Linked DNA regions of Mus musculus: regions 2 and 3 are each linked to region 1. The links are chromatin contacts, called in public HiCAR-type and HiChIP or PLAC-seq maps. All regions are on one chromosome and are shown on one strand. Each heading gives the region's core, a stretch centred on a gene start, on an enhancer-like site or on the middle of the called end of the contact. The rest is flanking DNA. Distances are from core to core; before and after follow the strand shown.

The links. HiCAR-type assays count read pairs that join an accessible place to other places. HiChIP or PLAC-seq counts read pairs in DNA pulled down with a chosen protein or histone mark.
Region 2: a HiCAR-type map of fibro-adipogenic progenitors shows a contact between it and region 1, with 4 times the contacts expected there. The contact joins the promoter of Thoc5 here to the enhancer-like site in region 1. A contact is called at or near these places in 3 of 39 promoter capture datasets (cranial neural crest, embryonic stem cells and hippocampal neurons) and 2 of 115 datasets of contacts at active chromatin or transcription factors (fibro-adipogenic progenitors and pancreatic cancer cells).
Region 3: an H3K27ac HiChIP or PLAC-seq map of embryonic stem cells shows a contact between it and region 1, with 4 times the contacts expected there. The contact joins the promoter of Nipsnap1 here to the enhancer-like site in region 1. A contact is called at or near these places in 1 of 39 promoter capture datasets (embryonic stem cells), 1 of 484 Hi-C or Micro-C datasets (bone marrow-derived macrophages), 2 of 115 datasets of contacts at active chromatin or transcription factors (the NIH/3T3 cell line and embryonic stem cells) and 2 of 9 other capture datasets (embryonic stem cells and macrophages).

What each region holds. Positions count from the first base shown.
Region 1 is chr11:4,300,991-4,304,107 of GRCm38.p6, forward strand. It overlaps Gm11958 (predicted gene 11958), which reads left to right. Exons shown (of 4, transcript NR_166831.1): 3 at 2,081-2,198; 4 at 2,481-3,117. Among named protein-coding and RNA genes, the nearest start is that of Gm11958, 17 kb to the left of the region's middle. Within about 2 kb of position 1,496, at least 121 of the 459 cell types and tissues checked have an H3K27ac peak or open chromatin away from gene starts, as enhancers often do. A contact at or near this core is called in the NIH/3T3 cell line, embryonic stem cells, fibro-adipogenic progenitors and 1 more, where this site is marked.
Region 2 is chr11:4,893,738-4,896,854 of GRCm38.p6, forward strand. Thoc5 (THO complex 5) reads left to right here and starts at 1,606. Exons shown (of 20, transcript NM_172438.3): 1 at 1,606-1,641. Nipsnap1 (nipsnap homolog 1) reads left to right here. Exons shown (of 10, transcript NM_008698.3): 10 at 1-464.
Region 3 is chr11:4,872,409-4,875,525 of GRCm38.p6, forward strand. It overlaps Nipsnap1 (nipsnap homolog 1), which reads left to right and starts at 1,543. Exons shown (of 10, transcript NM_008698.3): 1 at 1,543-1,695. The coding sequence starts at 1,598.

The DNA of each region.
Region 1 (3,117 bases), core at 246-2,745:
ATCAATTCCCCGCCCCCCCTCAGGTCTCTAGAAATGTCTCTGTTAGCTGGGGAGAGGGCTGGGGTGGCTGGATAGCTTGTAACATGTCCCCTGGAATGGCTACAACACAAATTGGTTTGCCTTAGTGTTTTCTACTTAGATATCATTAGCTTCCAATCCCAACATGGCCAGTGCCCTGTAAACTGGGAGCCTGGAAATTCTGGTGACCTAAGGCAGCAAAACAGAACAAGTTCCCTCCCCGCGTGTGGAGCTTCACCGACTGACCCAGACTCTGGGAGGCAGGTGCCCTCGCCTCTTTTTCTGACCGAGAATCTGAGACTCAGCTGTTGTCTGTGTTTTCTCCACAATGGGTGGCTAGAGACCTGTTCTGTACCAGTGTCGGCTGACCTGTACAGTCTATGTGAGACAGACTGTCAGCTTTTTTTTTTTTAAGATTTATTTTATGTATGTGAGTACACTGTTGCTGTCTTCAGACTTCAGACACACCAGAAGAGGGTGCTGGATTCTATTGCAGATGGTTGTGAGCCACCATGTAGTTGCTGGGAATTGAACCCAGGTCCTCTGGAAGAGGAGTCAGTGCTCTTAACCACTGAGCCATCTCTCCAGCCTGACTGTCAGCTTTAAACAGAAGTTAGTCCTGTGCAAAGTCCTGGGCTCTGTGTGGTCATCAAAGGGTAGGTCATGTTGTTGTTTCACAGAGCCTCATAAGGCTCCTGGAGAGAAGAGCTACCAGGGATGTGTGAAAACCAGGGTACAGCTTGGTACGGTGCACATGGGACATACCAAGGGACTGTTTCATCTCTTGACAAATCCAACACAAACCCAGAAAGGCATCTGTGTTAGGAAGGATGGGTGTGCATGTGCGAGAGTGTGTTTTCATAAGTGTAAAGGTTCATGTGTGTTAAAGTGTGTGTGTGTGTGTATGTGTGTGTGTACACGTGTGCCTAAGAGTATGAGGGTAAATATTTGACAGGATCTTGTATAGCCTAGGCTACCCTTGGCTTTGGGATGACCTTGAACTTCCTATCCTCTGCCTCTGTCCTCTACCCCGTGGACTAGAGGCAAGTGCTACCGTGCCCAGATGTCTAGTTTGTGTTACACTGGAACTCCAATCTAGGGTTTTGTGTATGCCAGTGCATTCCCGTGGGAGGTGGGCCTCCAGCCCCAATTTTGGTTTTGTTTTGGTTTTTTTGCTTGTTTGTTTGTTTTGTCTTGTTTTACTGTGTAGCCCTGTCTGTCCGGAAACTATGTAGATCAGGCTAGCCTCGAAACTCTCAGAGATCCACCTGTCTCTGCCTCCCCAGTTCAGGGATTAAAGGTGTGCATCACCACGCCCTGCCCCCATAAATCTTTTAAAACACACTTATCTTTACAATCAATCAAGAGGCAGCAGGCAAGCATGCAGATGCAGATCCAGTCCTTAGTGGTAGCCACTCCCTCTTAGGCCCACAGCCTCATCAGGCCCAGCTTCCTGGGCCTGGTTGCTCTGGGCCCACAGCTGGCTCTGTACCTCAGGGAGTGGCCCTGTTCTATCCAGGGCAGATTAACTTCCCTGGGACCGGCTTTGTTTTGGCTCAAGAAGTAACAGCAGAGGCTGAGAGCTGAAAGCAGAGGCCTCTCCCTCCCACCCTGGGGCCTGGCTCTGTTGAAAACCTTTGATTTAGGCTTCTCAATTTGCTTTCCCTGGCTGGGTGTCCTGGGCAGAGGGGAAACACCTAGGACTTCAGCTATTTTGTCTGCTGCAATTTAGGAGAGGGATTTGATATCTAAGTGGAGGAGGTTCCAGCCGCAGCAACAGCAGCAGCGGCGGCGGGTCTAAGCTGTTTGTTTGTGGAGTACAGGGTGGGTGGGGTAAGGCTAGAACACTGTAATTGGAAGCAGGAGGCTAGAAGCTGACACTTCTGCAGATAAAAATTCTCTGCTGAGGGTCCGGCTTGTGTGATAGTGTGAGGGAGCCCGCTCTTGTGCGTGTGATCTGCCAAGGCAAGGCTGTGTTCGCTTAAATCTGGGTTTAAAACATTCTCCCTCTCTTCACCCTGGATTCTTTTTTCATTGACACATTTCTTCATTGACTCCTTAGGGATCATGAAGATCTTGCGTGTCAACTCTGAAGCCCTGCAGCACGTGCCTAGCCAGCTGCAAGACCTTTTCGGAGGAGCCACCAGCAGGCTTCCTGAAGGCCAGGCTGCAGCTCTCAGGTGTCTGCCATTGTCTCAGTCCCTGCCCCGGGTCTGCCACTTGGCACACAATAGGCCTTGTACATATTTGTCAGATGAGTGAAGAGTGAGGTCACTCACTACTGCTCCGGGTACACGGCCGAGCTAGACAGCCACAGTTCAGAGATCCTTTGAGTCTTTGAGCCAAAAGTATTTTGAGCCAATCCCAACTTCCCCCTGAATGCCATCCCCGGAACGATACTGAAGAGGTATACCAGGAAAGCCCTGTGATTATGTGAAGGTGGACATTATGTGTCTCCACAGGCCTGCAGCCAAGCTGAAAACAGTTCTCATGACTATGTCTCATCCCGGAAAGAAGATCCTTCATGGCATGGTCGCTTTCATCTCATCATGAGCTGAGTGTCCAATACTTACTGAGATGTGGTCCCCACGTTAAAGAACTTTAGAAATTGTAAGGCCGCGTGCACCCCTGCCCATACCTTGATGTTCCAACCCCCTTGGGTACCAAGAAGGACAGGAAGATAGAGAAAATGATGGTGACGTGGGAGGAGGAAGGAGCCCCTCACCCAGGCTTAAGCTCCTCACCAACTAAGGATCAAGAACTCCAGCACCATTAGCAACATTTGCTTAAGGTCATTCCCCCTTCCCAGCTAGAAGCCTACAATTTTCTAGGACTCTAACCAGAAGCCTCATTTACAGTAAAAGACACATTCTAAATCCCTTGTGCAACTCCAGTGGCTTCTGGTTTTTACCTTATCAGATTATAATCCCACCCTATAATCCATTTACCAAAAAGAAAAAAGAAAAAAGAAAAAAAAAGGCTTCTTAGCAACCTTTGAGATGTACTGAGAACCGCCGAAAGCGTCTGCACAGCAAATGCTGGCGCTTGACTTGACCCTTTCTTAAGCCCACACCACACTCTTTAGTGTGCCTTATTCTT
Region 2 (3,117 bases), core at 356-2,855, 590 kb after region 1:
AAAGGGTGGGAGTGGGAAGGATCTGGGTACATGAGACAGCCTTGAAGCAGGAACCCTTCACAAGTGGGCACATAGGATTCAGAATTTAAAATACAGAATTGGGAAGACAGGACAGAGGTGACAGAGGATCTTAAGGGAGCACCCTGTTCCTAGACAGATGGAGAGGCGTATCCATGTTTTCCTACATAATGTGGTTAAAACTTGAATTTGTGCTTCAGCTCTTCTGTACTTCTTCCTTCCTACAGGCAAAAACACAGGCTGAGACCTATAGTTCCATCAAATTCTTTCTTTCCCTTCTTGACATTGTCCCCCAAACCCTCATTTTGCAGAAACACTAGGTCTGTGGAGTAGGTTGTGATTCTGGGGTCTCTTCAATGACCCCGGTACCTCATGAACCCCTGCTTAGCATGGTTGTGCTACCATCCAGGAGAATGTTGATGGAACCAAATTAAATATTTACTGTACGTTGTGGTGTTGTCTTCATCTACAAGGAATCTCAGTAGTTGTCTAAGGCAGGGCAGCTTCCAGTTGGCTGAGGGTTACACTGGCTTTGATCTCTTAGGGAGACCGTCTTCATCTTCGTCCCAGAGCAAGAAAAGGAGCTGTTTCGGCGCCACAAGGTATTCAATGTTCATGTTTGCAGACAACCAGAATTTACTCCAGAAATGCCAGGCATAGGAAACATCTGAAGCTTACAGGTACTGCACTAGAGTCTTGGGGGAAAATAAAAAATCAAAACAAAACAAAACAGTGAAGCAGGAAGCAGGTGTAATATAGGATTATGCCCCTGCCTCAGTTCCTTTCTGGGTGTAGTGACTCCGATAGTATCAAGAAGTTAGAGTGGGGGGGGGGGGCGGTGGTGGCACACGCCTTTAATCCCATCACTTGGGAGGCAGAGGCAGGCAGATTTCTGAGTTGGAGGCCAGCCTGGTCTACAAAGTGAGTTCCAGGACAGCCAGGGCTATACGGAGAAACCCTGTCTCAAAAAACAAAAACAAGGGCTGGTGAGATGGCTCAGTGGGTAAGAGCACCCGACTGCTCTTCTGAAGGTCCAGAGTTCAAATCCCAGCAACCACATGGTGGCTCACAACCATCCGTAAAGAGATCTGACTCCCTCTTCTGGAGTGTCTGAAGACAGCTACAATGTACTTACATATAATAAATAAATAAATCTAAAAAAAACAAAACAAAAATTTAAAGAAGAGTCAGGCATGGTGACACCTGCCTAAGTCCAGCGAGTCCAATGCAGGCGGATCGTAGTGACCAGCCTGATCTATATAGCGTTCAAGACCCGCAAGTGTGCTATGTAGTGAGGCCCTGAACAAAGTCAGAAGACAAAATCCACTCCTGTTCAAATGATAGCACAGCGACACTTGTGCTTTCTTGAGATACCACAAACTCACTCGAGTGAGTCGGCGGAGGGCCCACTAATTCACACTCCGGTGAAGGGGCACGAAGCACAGACTTGGACATTATCGCCCCAGTTTCCCAACTTAATAGAACTAGACTCGCCCCTTCCTTGCTTCCCAAGCTGCATCTGGCCTTCGTGTCTCACTTCCGGCCTGTGGCTCTCTTCTTCCGCTTCTCTATGGTCGCGAGCCGGAAGTGGCTACCCGGCTGGAAGGCGTGAGGAGCATTCTGGTGAGCGAGGGTAGAGGGCTGCTGGCTGGGGCTGCAGGTCCTCGCTGGGCGATCCGGGCTTGATGTGCAGACGGCACGGAGCGTGTCCGCGGGCTGGGGTCCTCACCTGTCGGGGTCCCCCAGGCTCGTGGCGGTTTTCTAGGAACTAACCGGAGCAGCATCCTCTGTCCCCATTGTAGTCTCCCGAGAGTGCTGCTGCTGGTGGTGACCCTCGTCGATGGTCCTCTTGGGCGTGTGGCAAACGCTCCTGGGTGGCGGTTGGCTTTCCCGGGTTTTCCGTGCCACCCTTGTGGGTTTTGTCAGATGAGTCCGCCACTCGTTTACCTGTCACCGGCAGCCTCCTGCGGTCCTCTGAGAGAGGCGTTACCATCGTCGCGCCGCACCAGACTCCAAGGAGTCGCAGAAAAGAGCTTTTATTGCTGGAGCAGAAAGGCTGAGAGCGCGAAGTGCGGACGTTACAAGGGCAAAGAAGCTTGGCTTGGCTTTTCTTTATGTTGTCCGCTCTATTTCCTAGCTAGCTGGCTGGACTTAGTGTATTTGCTTCATTAAATATTTTGCTTATCTTAATTTCTAAGAAAAGGAAAACAAGAATTTTTTTTCTTAAGTTATACTGCAAAGGGCTCGGGCAGTAAGAAGAGGTGCCACCTGCTCCGTTTTAATGAAGATTTTAAATGCAGTCACTATAGTCCTGTCTGTCTGGCAGCTTCTGTAGTCCAGGTTGGCTTCACATTGGTAAAGATCCCTCTGCCTCAGTCACTCAAGCTCTGTGATTCCTGATATTTACCACTATCCTGTCTCACAGCCCATCCGCCCCTCCCCCCTTTTTTCTTGGAGACGAGATTTTATTATGTAGCCCAAACTGACTTTTGAACACATTATATAGCAAAAGCTGATCTGGAACATCTCGTCAGCCAGCTCTCAGTCTGACCTGTTCTCATTGCAGGCATGTCCCGCCACACAGTTTTATGCAGTCCAGGAGATCAAACACAGGCGTTTGAGTATGCTAGGCCAGCACTCTACCAGCTGAGTAATATTCCCAACTTCACAGTCACTTTTTAAACCTATAGTTACTTTGGTAGAAGAAAACTTGGGTCTGGTCTGCATGCCATAAATAGGAAATGGCTTCCACTTGTCTTATGATATTGATATAACTGCATAGTATACATAGTATGATGAAAACATTTATTAATAAATTCTGTCTTGGTTTCCTTGTCTAAGATTCTGAGAGAGAATCCATTTCTTTTTAAATTATTTTTATTTTATGTACATCGGTGTTTTGCCTGCGTGCGTGTCCGTGTGAGGTGTTAGATCTTGTAGTTACAGTCAGTTGTGAGCTGCCACGTGGATGTTGGGAATTGCAGCTGGATCCTCTGGAGGAGCAGTCGATGATGCTCTTAACTTCAGAGTCATCTCTCCAACTTGAGAATCTATTTCTCACAAGAACCTTGGTGTTTGTAAATATTAACAATAAACTAG
Region 3 (3,117 bases), core at 293-2,792, 570 kb after region 1:
ACTTGATCAGACAGGCTGTCTTGTCTCCACTCCATTCTTCACATCTCTTGCCCCCTCAGTTCTCTCTCTCTCTCTCTCTCTCTCTCTCTCTCTCTCTCTCTCTCTCTCTCTCCCTCTCTCTCTCTCTCTCTCTCTCTCTCACCCTGTTGTCTGACCCACGGACTGGGTCACGTTAGTATAAGCCCAAAGACCTTAGTTCGATTCCCAGCACCACAGCAGGAGAGGTTGCTTGTAATCCCAATGTTGGGGAAGCATAGACAAGGAGATCCTTGGGGCTCACTTGCCAGTAGCCTAGCTGATGGAGGGGGCGGGGCATGGCTAACATCTCTGCCTTGGAGGTTTCAGTCAGCAGTGATTGGAGTGATTTGTCTGCTCCACCAGGCCTTGGCTGCCAAGAAGTACAGATAGGACTTGTTCAGCCAACCTTTGCTGTCTCAAGATCTTAGATGAGACCTAACTTGCCAGACTCACAGTTTGAAGCACTCCGGAAGTTAGTTATACCGGCTGTAAATCCCCTGCACCGAATTACAGTCGGTGGCTTGGCATCCTCCCCCACCCCACTCCCCCGTTGGTGTGTCTCTGTCCCTGTGTCCCCCAGGGGATCAGAAGGGATCCATCTCTGTGTGGGCTGAGAAAGCAAATATAGAGCCTCCAGGTGAATAGACAGTGAAGAGAAAATGTTTTTTGTTTGTTGTTTTAATTCCGTAGTCTCTTTTTGTTGTTGTTTTGTTTTGTTTTATTTTGTTTTTCGAGACAGGGTTTCTCTGTATAGCCCTGGCTGTCCTGGAACCCACTTTGTAGACCAGGCTGGCCTCGAACTCAGAAATCCGCCTGTCTCCCGAGTGCTGGTATTAAAGGCATGCGCCACCACTGCCCAGTTCGTCTCAGCCTCTTAAGTGCACCATCACACTCGGGCTTTGGAGAAAGAGCATCCTGCTTGCTCAGAGTCTTGTCCATCTGTTTTAAATGGTTAAAGAGACAGTTCTGCCTTTAAAAGCTCTTGGAGGAGACCTGAGTTTGGATCCCAGTACCCATTAGAGTGCCTCAAAATCTCCTTTAAACTCCAGTTCCAGGATATTTGAGGCTTCTGGACCCCCCCCAGGCTCTCTCTCTCTCTCTCTTTTAAAAATTGTTATAGATTTTGTTCTTTTGAATAGACAAATATTGTCTGTTGATGCCTTGACACAGAAGAACACAAGATGTAGACAGAACATTTGCCAAGCCATGTGTGAGGTCCTGGGCTCCACCTCCAGCACCCAAGGAGGAAGGGAACTCACATAGTTTGTGAACAATTTTAGGGGTATAAAGACTGTCTTTAGTTTATCCTCAGAATGTCCAGGACATACAACCCTGCGATTATCGAGATGAATTCCCAGGTACAGAGGGGAAAAGGTCGTTGAAGAGAACAGAACTAGTTAGCTGCAGAGTTTCAAGAGCTCGGAGGTGTGGGTATGGACTGTGCAACTGTAGAGTTGGGGGACTCCCACCTGCTTGTGTTTGAAAGGGAAGCTGGCGAGGGGAGGGCGTGGTTTTCTCTAGTCCTGCCCCCAGCCACTGGGCTGAGGCGTGGCTTTCCTCCAACCTGCTCCGGTCCAACATGGCTCCGCGGTTGTGCATCATCTCTGCAGCGGCACGGCGGCTATTCACGAAGCCGAGACCCCGTGCTGGGGACCTCGCGGCTGCGGGTGCTGTGCGGTGAGAGGCCGACGGGGCTGACTGCGTGCCCGGAACAGGAGCAGGGGAGGGGGCTGGAATGAAAAACAGACTCTCGGATTTGGAATTGAGGGGTTAGAGGCAGAGAGCTACCAGGATGTAGGCCTGAGGCTGAGAAAGAATGGGGAAGGTGAAAAGGTATGGGGATGGTTTTGGTTTTTAAACAGGTTCGTACTACATGTGATTCGACCTCGGAATCTTCTTGCCTCTGCCTCCCAGATAGTGAGGGTGTGCACTACCATGCCTAGCTGGGCAGGTTCTTTGTCCTGTTTGGGACCTGGATCTGGGCTGAGAATAAAAAATGAGGTGAGTGGGAGGGACAGGTTTTGAGCCCTGGATCCCGGACGAAGGCAGAGGATATTGGCAGCCTTTTGCCTGGCCTTTGTGGTTTAGCACGCGCTGGGGTCTTCTGAGCCAGCAGAAAGTTTTGGAAGGAGAGGAGGACTGGGGGTACGGTGGGAATTCCCAAAGTGATTCCGCACCCTGCTTTGTACAGGTGGGTCAACAGAGTGGGGTGGGAGCTGTTCAAGGTCAGCGTCCGTGCCATGTGGAGGCAGCTCTGGATGTTAGGACCCAGGTCTTACGATGCACTCTGCACTTTGTACCACGGCTGGTGGCCTCCTAGGAGAGAGGCTCAATTCTGGCTTTGGAGAGCTTGGCTTCCTTCCCCTGACTGGCTCTGGGCTGCTCCTCCCTCCTCGATGCCACGCCCGGTGCTACCCCCATCTCTGCACCTATCACCCGGAGCACTTCTGACCCTGCTCTCCTGTTTCCCCAGCCCCACACCCTCACAAGTTTTAGGACAGGGTTTGTGCAAAAAGCATTAGCTAAAGAAGTGGAACACCTGCCCTCACACCTGTGGAAAGGGACCTGCGTTACTCCTGCCCCAGCCCAAGAATGTGGCCATGGAGTTCCGTTAGATCGCTGTGCACATTAGGAAAGCACGGATAGAAGAGTTGGGACGCGTGCCCTTCACTTCCGTGCTGGGTAATGAGAGAGAAGCCGACAATGGGAAAAAAGCCTAGAGTGTACCTTGTAAACTCAGCCTTTTCTGGAGGGATGACCTTGGGTAGGAGGAGAAAATAGGATGTGTCTGATAGCCTTGTTTTCTATTGCTAGGAAGAGAACTCAGGAGTTTAGGTATGCTAGGCTAATGTAGTGCTCTCTCCACCAAGTAAACAATGACATCTCCAGCCCTCATTGGATTAAAGAGACCATGCTTATGCCTCAAACAATTTCTGTCATTGTGAGAAAGGATATCCAGAAAAATAATCTTTTATAACATTTAAAAAAATATTTTAAGCCTAGAGGTGGTGCATGACTTCAATTCAAGCACTCAAGGCAATCAGATCTTGGAGTTCAAGGCCAGTCTGGTCTACAAAGTGAGTTCCAGGACAGCCAGGG